Regions from separate parts of the Oryctolagus cuniculus genome. Here region 1 is linked to region 2. The links are chromatin contacts, called in public Micro-C maps. All regions are on one chromosome and are shown on one strand. Each heading gives the region's core, a stretch centred on a gene start, on an enhancer-like site or on the middle of the called end of the contact. The rest is flanking DNA. Distances are from core to core; before and after follow the strand shown. Region 1 holds the start of RCBTB2 (RCC1 and BTB domain containing protein 2). Region 2 overlaps RCBTB2 (RCC1 and BTB domain containing protein 2).

Region 1 (5,102 bases), core at 1,629-4,128, 40 kb after region 2:
ACCTGCACTTCCAATCCCCTTTCTCATTTTCTCACAGCACTTATCATTTCTAGAATAATAATGAAATGTTTATTGATCCCCTTTCTCAAGAATATAAGCTCCTGAGGGGAGGGATCTGTGTTCACTGATAGACACCAAGCATCCAGGACAGGACCTGATAGGAAATGAACGTCTGTGGAAGGAATCCATGTCGAATTCAGTACAAAGTATCTCCGGAGTGAGTTAGATTCCAATTTCTATCATTTAGTTAACAAACACCTTCTGAGCTTTGATTCCGGGTGAAGATAGCTCACATGAATTCAGGTACACAACATAAGATAGCACTTAAGTGCTACAATGCCAAAAGAGTGGGATAAGAGGTTGGAGAGTCAGAATAGGGGCTATGCCAGAGGATATAATCACTTCTCCAAGACTGCATGAAGTCCAGGGTATTTGAACCCCCTAAGTCACTGAGGCCTGATCCCCTAACCCAATGAAGCCAGGTGCAGATAATCTAAAGGTCGGTGGAATGTTTATTTGGAAAAGCCCCTTAGCTGGGACATTCCAAACTGCTAAGAGGATGCATTGTACACTGAGCCTTGCTGCACGCACCCCACCCACCCTGTCAGGGTCCAGGCGGCACTCTGCACCTCCCCCAACAAGCAGCCTAAGAAGGAACTCCACCTGCCGCTCAAACGGGATGAAGCCTGGCCTCAAACCGCCTGCCCAGGCTGAACCTCCACTCTCTTCACCCTTCCATTCTGTCCTCCCCTCAAATAGTCTTTTCCACTTTAACTAGATGCTTCCCCACCTTTTTTGAACCCTAACATCTGAAAATGTAGTACAGTGCCATGCAGGTTCAATGGAGTGGGAAAGTGAGTACTGAGCAGGGAGGAAGTATCAAGTGCAGGCGTCCCGGGGCGAGCCCAGCCACAGCGATTAGGCGTGTATGGTGGGAGTGAGGTACCCAAGGGCGCCTCGTCCTGCGGGCTTTACCTACTACTTAGTAACAGGTATGCAGTGCCCAGGCAGTAGGAAATAGAAGATATGACATTTCACCTGGAGCACTCCGAGTCTCCATTCCTACGCGGCGCTTCTATTCCAACCCTCAACAACTGTATCAGCACAGCATATAAGATTACAATGCAGACGGTAATGACATTGTTAAAAACAGCACAGCAGCCCCAGGAGCCACAAAACCGACCTAGCTAAGTACTACTGCGCCACGAGGTGTTCAGCCAGGCAGGGACTCAGGACTAGGAAATAGCAAAGCTGGGAGGCTCGAGTCACATTTGATGCTATCACCTTCCAGTCGGGGGGGTGGAGGAGGAGAGTAAACTGCCAAAGCTCAGCTTGTACATTCAACCACTTTTATTCGGCTCTGACACGGATTAAGTTGCCAAGTGCAGAACAAGCCAGCTCAGCCACATGCGTTTCGCTACAGTCCTGGCCTCGAGCTGTCTGCAAGTTTCTGTAGCTTTGCAAAGAACAAAAGCAGAACTTTGTTCTGCACTCGCCTTCCAACGCGGGCAGGAAGCTCTTCCTCAGCCAAGGCGGGGCACTTGAAAGTTTTCAAGGCCTGGAAAACCGCTGCTTCCGGGGCGGAGCCCAGAAGTACCTCCGGCTTAAGATGTACGCCGCCGACTTCCCCTCCTGTCTCCCTTAGCAGGGCCTGACAGTTTCGTCCAGCAAATTCGAACTCTCCGCGCTATCCCTCGACATCATGTCGAAAACATCCTATCACCTGGGCTAGCGAGCCTGTTCGATTTACAAGGCGAAGCCAGGGGTCCAGGCGATAGAAATAAACACAGCAGCGCACACACGGTGAAGAACAGGGAGAGAAAACGATACTCCGAGACAGGCGCCACACCTGCGCCCTAGGACGCCTCTCCCCGGGGGCCTGACAGGACGCAGAAGCCTAGCAGAGCAGGCTCCGGGCAAGCGACTGCCCAGGAGCAACGCCAAACGGACCCCAGCGGACTGAGGCAAACGCAAAGCCCCCCTTGGCCAAAGCCAAGTAGCAGATGCGACCCCCACAACCGCTCGCCGCTCGCGCATGCGCGATGCAGCCTCCGCCCTGAGGCCTAGGCTGGGATGTAGCCCGAGCGTGGCGTCCAGCCCCCGCCACCTGGGTTGCGCATGCGCAGCGACGCCCGGGCCCGCGGCTGGGGCGAGGCTCTCGCCCCCGGGGGCCCCTAGGCGGTAGCCGCGGTCGAGGAGTGGGGGCGGGAAATGCTGGCGAGCCCAGCCCCGTTGCTGGGGTACCTGCGAGCTGCCTGCTGCACGCCTGGCGCCCCGCCTCGGCCTCACACGCCACCCCCACACCTCACCTCAGCGCAGGCCCAAGCCGCGTCTGCTCCGCCTCCTGGGTCGCGGTTACTGCTCGATCGGGGGCCCAGCACCGCGACGAGTTGGCGCCTCCCCCTGAAGTGGCTCGGCCGCGGCGGGATGCGCTCGGGTGCCCGGCCAGGACGGGCGGGAAGGGGAGCGCCGACGAGGGGATGGGGCCAGCGACCGCGCCTCGCCCCTCCCCTCCTCCCTGCGCTGCCCACCGCCGCTCCCGCCCCCTCCCCACCGAGTCCCCCTCCTGGGCGCGGACCCCAGCGACTGGACGCCGCGCCTCCCGCTGCGGCCGCCTCCGCCTTTTCCTGGGAGTTACCTTGTGGGACACCTCGGCTCTCTCCGGGGTCTTGGTCCCCCAGATCTTGGAAACTGATCAGGGCCTGACCTGGAGGGTGGGACGCGTGCGAGGATCTGGGCAACCTTTTCCACTCTCCCTTTCTCCGCTGTAGCAAACACTCCATCTGGAAGCCCGGGGCGCTTCCCACGGCTCACGCGACCCCGTTTTCAACTCACTGCTGCAGGGCTGAAGCCCTGGACTCCTCCGTAATGTAATGAGTGATTGGTGTTGGGCAGGTCACCTGAGTTACTTTGGGGACCAAGGTGTTACGGAACAATCGCGCTTTCTCTATTAATTTGCAAGGATTCGTTGCACCACACTTCCGTTGGTCTTAGTAGATTTTTGCAAAATGGATCACAAGTTTGTAGTGTTGCAGTAATTTCTTGCTCTACATTACACGTCCACCTGTGTGGGTTTTGGGTAAAACGCTCAATAGCTGAAAGTTACCAGCTCTAACTTTCTGGTTACTTCTGTACCTAGATGATAATCTGGGTGAGTGTTTAAATGGATTGCCAGAAGGAACACAACCAGATGAATAATTGAGATTCCACCCCAGAGTGACAGTGTCAGTCTTTGGTTTTGTCGGGCTTTGGTCATTTCAGCTGGAAGACATTTATGTCCATTATTACAGCACAGCCCATTGAGCTCTAGAAAGGGACCTGGATTTACTGGATTTTATGAGACCTAAATAAAGTCATAGAGGTGTGGTACACATAAGACAGGATTTCCCCCTAAACAATTACCCTTTGAAAGGACAGCTTGGAGTTTTATTTAAAAACAATAATCAGAAAAATAACATGTGTCTAAGGGATAAGGTAGCTATAAGAAAGGAGTCAGATGAGATAGGGTTATCATTACACTTATCTTTTTGTAATTTTTTAAAAAAAATTATTTGAAAAACAAAGAGACAGAGATCACCCATCTGCTGATTCACTCCCCAGATGCCCACAACAACCAGGGTTGGGCCAGGCGGAAGCCAGGAGTCAAGCACTCAATCTGGGTCTCCCTTGTGAATGGCTGACTGCCAGGGTGTGCATTAGCAGGAAGTTGGAACCAGGAGCAGAGCTGGGACTAGAACTCAGGTGCTCACATATGGCATGTGGGCATCCCAAGTGTAGTCTGAACTGCTATGCCAAATGCCTGCCCCTCCCCCAACATCTTCTGTATACAACCATTATTTGTATATATTTGTAATATATTTCACTAGATTGTGAAACTATTGAGAGACAGATAGTATCTTACTCTGTATTAAATGTCTTAATTTCTCTTTGTCCCACAGAATTTTATCTGTGGAATGATATTGCACTGATGACATTCCTTTAGTTCCTCAAATATGCTTCCCTCATAACCTCGTTCAGAGTCCTAGACATGCATGTAAATCTACGCTCTGCTCTCACCTGGGTGGTTTGTGCCAGTTCTCCAGGGCCTGACCTTCTGGGTAAGATGATTGCTCTTTGATCGCCAAAGGCTTTAAAATGAAAGGAAATAAAGTCAGTACGTCAAAAAGTCAGCTGTACTTCCACGTTTATGGCAACATTATCCCCAGTAGCCAAGGTATGGAATCAACCTAAGTGTCCATCAACAACAGGTGAAGGGATGAAAAGCACAGTATCTGTGTACATGGTAGCATACTACTTAGCAGTAAAAAAAGACAAAGCCCTGGCACATACAACAACATGGATGAACCTGGGAGCCTTTATGTTAAGTGAAAGAAGCCAGGCACAGAAAAATAAATACTGCATGACCTCACTCATATGTAGAATAAAATAGTTGAACTCATGGAAGTAGAAATCATAACTGTGGTTAATCAGAGGCTGGGTAGTTACAAGGGATGGGAGATGTTGGCCAGAGGTAATTACAGTCAGAAGAACAAGTTCAAGATATCCATTGCAGAGGGCCGGTGCTGTGGCGCAGTGGGTTTACACCCTGGCCTAAAGTGCTGGCATCCCATATGGGTGATGGTTCTAGTCCCTGCTGCACCTCTTCCAATCCAGCTCTCTGCTATGGCTTTTTGGGTCCCTGCACCCACGTGGGAGACCCAGAAGAAGCTCCTGGATCCTGACTTCAGATCGGTGCAGCTCCGGCCGTTGTGGCCATCTGGGGAGTGAAACATCAGACAGAAGACTTCTCTCTCTCTGCCTCTCCTCTCTCTGTGTAACTCTGACTTTCAAATAAATAACTAAATCTTTAGAAAAAAAAAAAGATGTCTATTGCACAACAAGGTAGCTGTAGTTAATGACAATGTATCATCCTGGAGGAAGATCCTGGCTCCTGGCCTCAGTCTGGCCCAGCTTTGGACATTGGCACCCTTGCAGCCATCTAGGGAATGAACCAGTAGATGGAAGATCTCTTTCTCCCTCTCTCTGTAACTCTGCCTTTCAAATCAACAAATCTTTTTTTTTTTTTTTTTTTTTTTTTGGATTGTAATGTGGTCTCTTTGCAG
Region 2 (5,524 bases), core at 669-3,168:
TGTTCATTTCACTTCCAATATGGGTTAAAATCACCGCATGCCTCCTTTTATTCCCCTGGGAGCCTGAACTGTTTCTACCCACAGACCTGGTGGAAAGGGTGAACCATAATCAACAGTGATGCCATTTGTCCTCCCCAGGCAGGAAGATGCATGCGGGACGAGTGGATTTCATCCCATCACGCATCTCCATTAGTCTTAACTGCCTTGCAGGCGTGGCAGGCCTTGCACAGCTCTCTGGGAATATCGTGAAGCACCCTGGAGTCATTCCCCTGATTAGAACTGTAAACGAGAGGGGCAGGCACTTGGTGCAGCGGTTAAGAAGCCAGCTGGGGACGACCCCATCCCTCATCAGGGTGCCTGGGTTCCAGTCCCCACCCTACCACTTCCAATCCAGCTTCCTGCTAACAGCCTGGCCCAGCCCCGGCTGTTGCAGGCATTTGGGGAGTAAACAAGTGGATGAGAGATCTCTGTCGTTCAAATAAAATGGTGAACAAACTGTAAACTTGGGAACCAGAGTGAGGGCAACCCAGTACTCTTACGGTCCTGGGAAGGTGCGGCCACCTGCCGGGACGGGACCTCCAAGCTGCCCTGGACCCTGGGCTGCGGTGCCATCTGACCCAGCACCAGGTGCCGCCAGGTGGTGACAACTTTGAAAGATTCCCCCTCTATGGCACTGAAGACAATTCATAAAAAATAAGGCTCGGCCGGCGCCGCGGCTCACTAGGCTAATCCTCCGCCTGCAGCACAAGCACACCGGGTTCTAGTCCCGGTTGGGGCACCGGATTCTGTCCCGGTTGCCCCTCTTCCAGTCCAGCTCTCTGCTGTGGCCCGGGAGTGCAGTGGAGGATGGCCCAAGTGCTTGGGTCCTGCACCCACATGGGAGACCAGGAGAAGCACCTGGCTCCTGGCTTCGGATCAGCGTGGTGCGCCGGCCGCAGTGCGCCGGCCGCGGTGACCATTGGAGGGTGAACCAACGGCAAAAGGAAGACCTTTCTCTCTGTCTCTCTCTCTCTCACTGTCCACTCTGCCTGTCAAAAATAAATAAATAAATAAAATAAAGCTCCCAAGTCACTTCCAAGCATACATATGCACAACACACTCTATGGTCTTTTCTTCTTTGGACGCAAAAATTACAGCAAATGCTGAAGGCAAAAAAAAAAAGTCAAAGGAAACATTAGCAGTACCAACTGCCATGCCAATGTACACACAAAGCCACAGTGCATTTCCTTACAAGAGAAGAAACAAACCCCAGGAGGCAAAGCTGAACACAGCGGGGCAGGCTGGCAAGGGCACGCAGGGAAGCCCCCTGTGGTGAGGCAGCTAAAGTTCACACACGCCCTTGATCTCACACACACACAGAGGAGCCCGATGGCCACCGGCAGTGATGTACTTGTTTGCACCTTAGCAAGGCCACTCGTGCCTACAGCACATGACAATGAAGCACGCCAGATACCCACTCCTCGGCCGAATTACACAGGCACGTAGCTCCACTACTCAGCTAGAACTAGAGCATAATACACGCGTTTCAGTGATGCGCAGTGCGAGGCCTCCCAGATCCAGACAGCATCGACAGAACTGCTAGTTACTGGGAGAGAAAATCACTTGCACCTACTCTCCTTTACTTTCTAGGATGGAAATTTCTCACCATACTTAAGCAAGGACAGGACTTGGAAAGAGTTCCCGAGATTCCAAGGACTCAATAAATTGGCACAGGGTGGTACTGGTAATAAGGAAATTCTGTCCATACCCAACAAAGCCCTGGTGTTTTCCATCAGGGTTAGGGTTAGGGCGTGTAGCCTACTTGAAAGGCTGGTACTGCACACAGCTTCATCTTTGTCATGGGGCCCTTGGTTCTGTCCTGTGATTCAAGCATAGTTCCTGGGTGACTCATACTGTCTCTCCTTAAGCCCTGCACCTCCTCTCTCAGCCTCAGTGCTAAGCTATTGCCCTTCCCCAGTTCACTGTGGAAACAGCACTCAGAAGGGAGCCTCAGGGGCTGGCATCAAAGGCTAAGGCACCACTTGGAAAACTGCCATCCCATATTGGCGCTGGTTCAAGTCCCGGCCGCTCACGCACCTGGGAAAGCAGTGAAGGATGGCTCAAGTGCTTGAGTCCCTGCACCCACGTGGGAGACCCGGATGAAGCTCCTGGCTCCTAGCTTAGGACAGGCCCAGGTCTGGCCATTGTGGCCATTTGGGGAGTGAACCAGCAAATGGAAGACCTTTCTCTGTCTCTCCTGTCTCTGTAACTCTGCCTTTCAAATAAATATATAAATCTTAAAAGAAAGAAAAAAAACTCCCACTATTCCCCCCAAAATTCCTCCCAGTCTTCCGTATCTCAATAAATGACAACTTCATCCTTTGTTCTGCTCAGGCCAGAAACTTTGGAAATCATCTTAGTTTTCTTTCTTTTTCTCCCTTACCCTTCCCCCATATCCAATCCAGCAGCAAATTCTCTCATCTCTGCCTTCAAATCACACTCAAAAGCCAACCACTTTTCACCATTGCCGCAGCTAATAACCAAGGCCCACGCACCTTGGGCACGTGCTGGGTCACGCATCGCACCGGCCACTGTCCCTGCCGCAGGCTTCTCCACACTGCGGGGGCTATGGTTACGGGCCCCTACCCTGTTGCTCACAGCAGGTCTATTCCTCTCCAGCCCCTCCCCCAGCTCGCCCAGAGGAGGGCTCAGATTCTGACGGTGCTTTCTGGGCCCACAGACCCTGCCTCTCTCCACACACCGCCTGCACAGCGCCACCTGCGACCTTCCGGCTCACTCCATCCATCCGCTAAGAGCTTGCTCTCTAACGCTCCGCCTGCAGCTCACCTGCCCAGTGCCCACTTCACTCTCAGCCTGGCACTCCCAAGCCCTTGTCCCTGGCTGACGTCCTTCTGTGTCAGTTACGACCTTCTGACGCACTACACATTGTCCTCACTTACTTAACGCCCATCACCTGCACCAGGAAGTTCCGTAAGGGCAGAGTTCTGGTCAGCTTTGTTCACCTGCAGAGCCCCTTGTTCCTAAGAACAGTGCCAGCCACACAGCAGGCACTCAGTGAACATCTGTGGTATCAATAAACACTGCAGGCTCGAATAAAAGGGACCAGGAAAATTGCAGTGCAACACGTACATGTTAAATGTGTCCACCCTGGGATTGCGTTCCAGTTTTGCACTGTACTAGCTTACTAAGAATTGACTTATGCTCCCCATGCTTCAGTTTCTTCCTGTGTAAATTGGGAATAAAAATAATAATGCCTTTATTTTTAAAGGCTGTTCTAAAGAGTAAATGAGACATGAGCCGGGCTTCGACTACTGCCTGACTCATACTGAGTATGTGCTAGGTGGCAGTCCAGCAGGAAGGACTATAGTTTGCTAGTCTTCACATTCTTCAAATCCGCGCTGGGCTGTAAGAGTCAGCTAAGTCAAATACACTGTTCTTCCTAACAACGTGACACTGAGTTCGCATGCAGTGTATTCACTTGTAGTCTGTCACACCGCTTCAGGGTACGGGAATTAGCTAGACGAGTGCAGCAAAATGGAACGTCTCTATAGGCAAAGCAGAACGCACACTGCACAAATACTGAACGAGGACCTCCTGCGTGTCAGGCACTGCGCCGGGCATCAGAGATACGGTGTGAGCAAAACAGAGCCATTTCTCAAGGAGCGAGCTTCCTAGAAAACAGAGGGCTGGAAGGTGACCATCCAGGAAATCCACATCAATAGGGCATATGAAGAGTCTTAGAAATACAGCCTGGCTCTCATGACAGCGCTGAGTCACCAGCCCGCCCCAGAGATCAGTATCATCACCATGACTGAAAGAGCAAACTCCAGGAAAAGCGCCTGCATCTTGTTTGGCCAGGAGGCATTTTGCATGCCCTAAGTGCCCAATATATTATTTCCTTGATGTATGACAAGCATTCACTGGGCTCTTAGCCATCAATGTCTCAAGATGCGTAAGATTTTTTCTTCTATGTTACGTTAAAAAGATCTAGCCTTCAAGTATTTTTTTTAAAGATTAATTTATTCACTTGAGAGGCAGCGTTACAAAGAGAGGGAGGGAGAGACAGAGAGAAAGGTCTTCCATCCACTGGTTCACTCCCCAAATGGCCGCAATGGCTGGACCTGGACCACTCCAAATGCAGGAGCCAGGAGCTTCCTCCAGGTCCCAAGCACTTGAACCATCTTCCACTGCTTTCCCAGGCCATTAGCAGGGAGCTGGATCAGAAGTGGAGTAGCTGGGACTCGAACCAACGCCCATCTGGGATGCTGGCACCACAGGCAAGATGCTTAACCTTGTACACTACAGTGCCAGCCCCAGCCTTCAAATATTTAGATAGATTCACGTGTACTTCAAAAAGTTCACAAAAAATGGAATTAAAATATGTTTATTTTGGTGCCCAAAACTTGGAAATCCAAGTATATTTTTTTTCAAAACATGCATTTTTTTTTCCAACAAACTTTCTGAAGGACCCTTGTGCATAATGTGACAGAAAAAAAATCAGAAGTTGCTGTCTGAGAGTCGTCATGTTCTCGGGCTGATGAGTCATTTCCTTCCTCTCACTTTTTTGTATTTTCCAAATTCTCTTTAATAAGCATAATAGTGTCTACATAAGCAGAAAACCAGTTATAACTTTTTTTCTGTTTTACTAAAATGTCCCTGTTTTTGAGCAAAGGAGAGGATATCCTTACACCAAAAGGAAATCGACTCGAGAAGTTCTGGCCTGTATCCTCGAGATGCAGCTCTGAGACATATTTTCTTTCCTTTCTTCAATATCATAACAACTCATACTCACTGTGGAAATTCAGAAAAACAAGCAAAGAGGAGGAAAAAATAATCATCCACAATCCTGTCATCCAATAGCAGCCGTGGATCACAGCCCTCAGGTTTTTTTGTTCAGTTCTTTCTACTTTTCTAAAAAAAGCTAACAGGATCCCAGCCTGGCACATGACCAATCTGGAAAGGCGGCGTCATTAATAGTTTTCAACGATCCCCTTCACAGTGCCTTTTTCTCACCTTTCTAAACCCTCAACTGCTACAGTGAACATTTCTGAAGCTGAATCTTTGTCCAAATCCAGGAGCACATTCTTAAGATAAATTCTTTAGCTGAAGAAGTACGGCTTTCGGGCTTTTGACACACGTTCCACCCAACTGCCTCCCTGAACAAGTAGCGCTCAGCAGAGTCTAGGAGCTCACCCATCACAGATCCTGCGCTGTTTCTAAAGCTGTATTACCTGGTCTGATGGGTAAAAAGCTGTGTCTTGTTTTCATTGAATTTTTTATTTGTTTATAGATCCATTTGTTCCCTGGGGTCTTTTTAATTGTTATTTTCATCAAACCGCTCTATTTTCTTTTTGTTTTTCACCATGGTAAACTTGCTTTGCTGTATGTTGCAAATATTCCCCCCATGTATCATTTAATTTGCAATTTTCTCAGTGGTAGTTTTGGGTGGACATAAATTTTTTTTATATTTCGATCCTTGTCAGTTTCTGCCATTGACGTCCACTTTAACATCACAAAAAATAGT

The links. Hi-C and Micro-C count contacts between places; a contact is called where the count stands out from the background.
Region 1: a Micro-C map of ear pinna shows a contact between it and region 2, with 2.1 times the contacts expected there. The contact joins the promoter of RCBTB2 here to the enhancer-like site in region 2. A contact is called at or near these places in 3 of 6 Hi-C or Micro-C datasets (ear pinna, skin fibroblasts and an unstated tissue).

The regions. Positions count from the first base shown.
Region 1 is chr9:67,531,515-67,536,616 of mOryCun1.1, forward strand. RCBTB2 (RCC1 and BTB domain containing protein 2) reads right to left here and starts at 2,879. Exons shown (of 12, transcript XM_008273815.4): 1 at 2,639-2,879.
Region 2 is chr9:67,492,028-67,497,551 of mOryCun1.1, forward strand. The region is part of intron 11 of RCBTB2 (RCC1 and BTB domain containing protein 2); the gene reads right to left. Among named protein-coding and RNA genes, the nearest start is that of RCBTB2, 40 kb to the right of the region's middle. Within about 2 kb of position 1,919, at least 1 of the 8 cell types and tissues checked has an H3K27ac peak or open chromatin away from gene starts, as enhancers often do.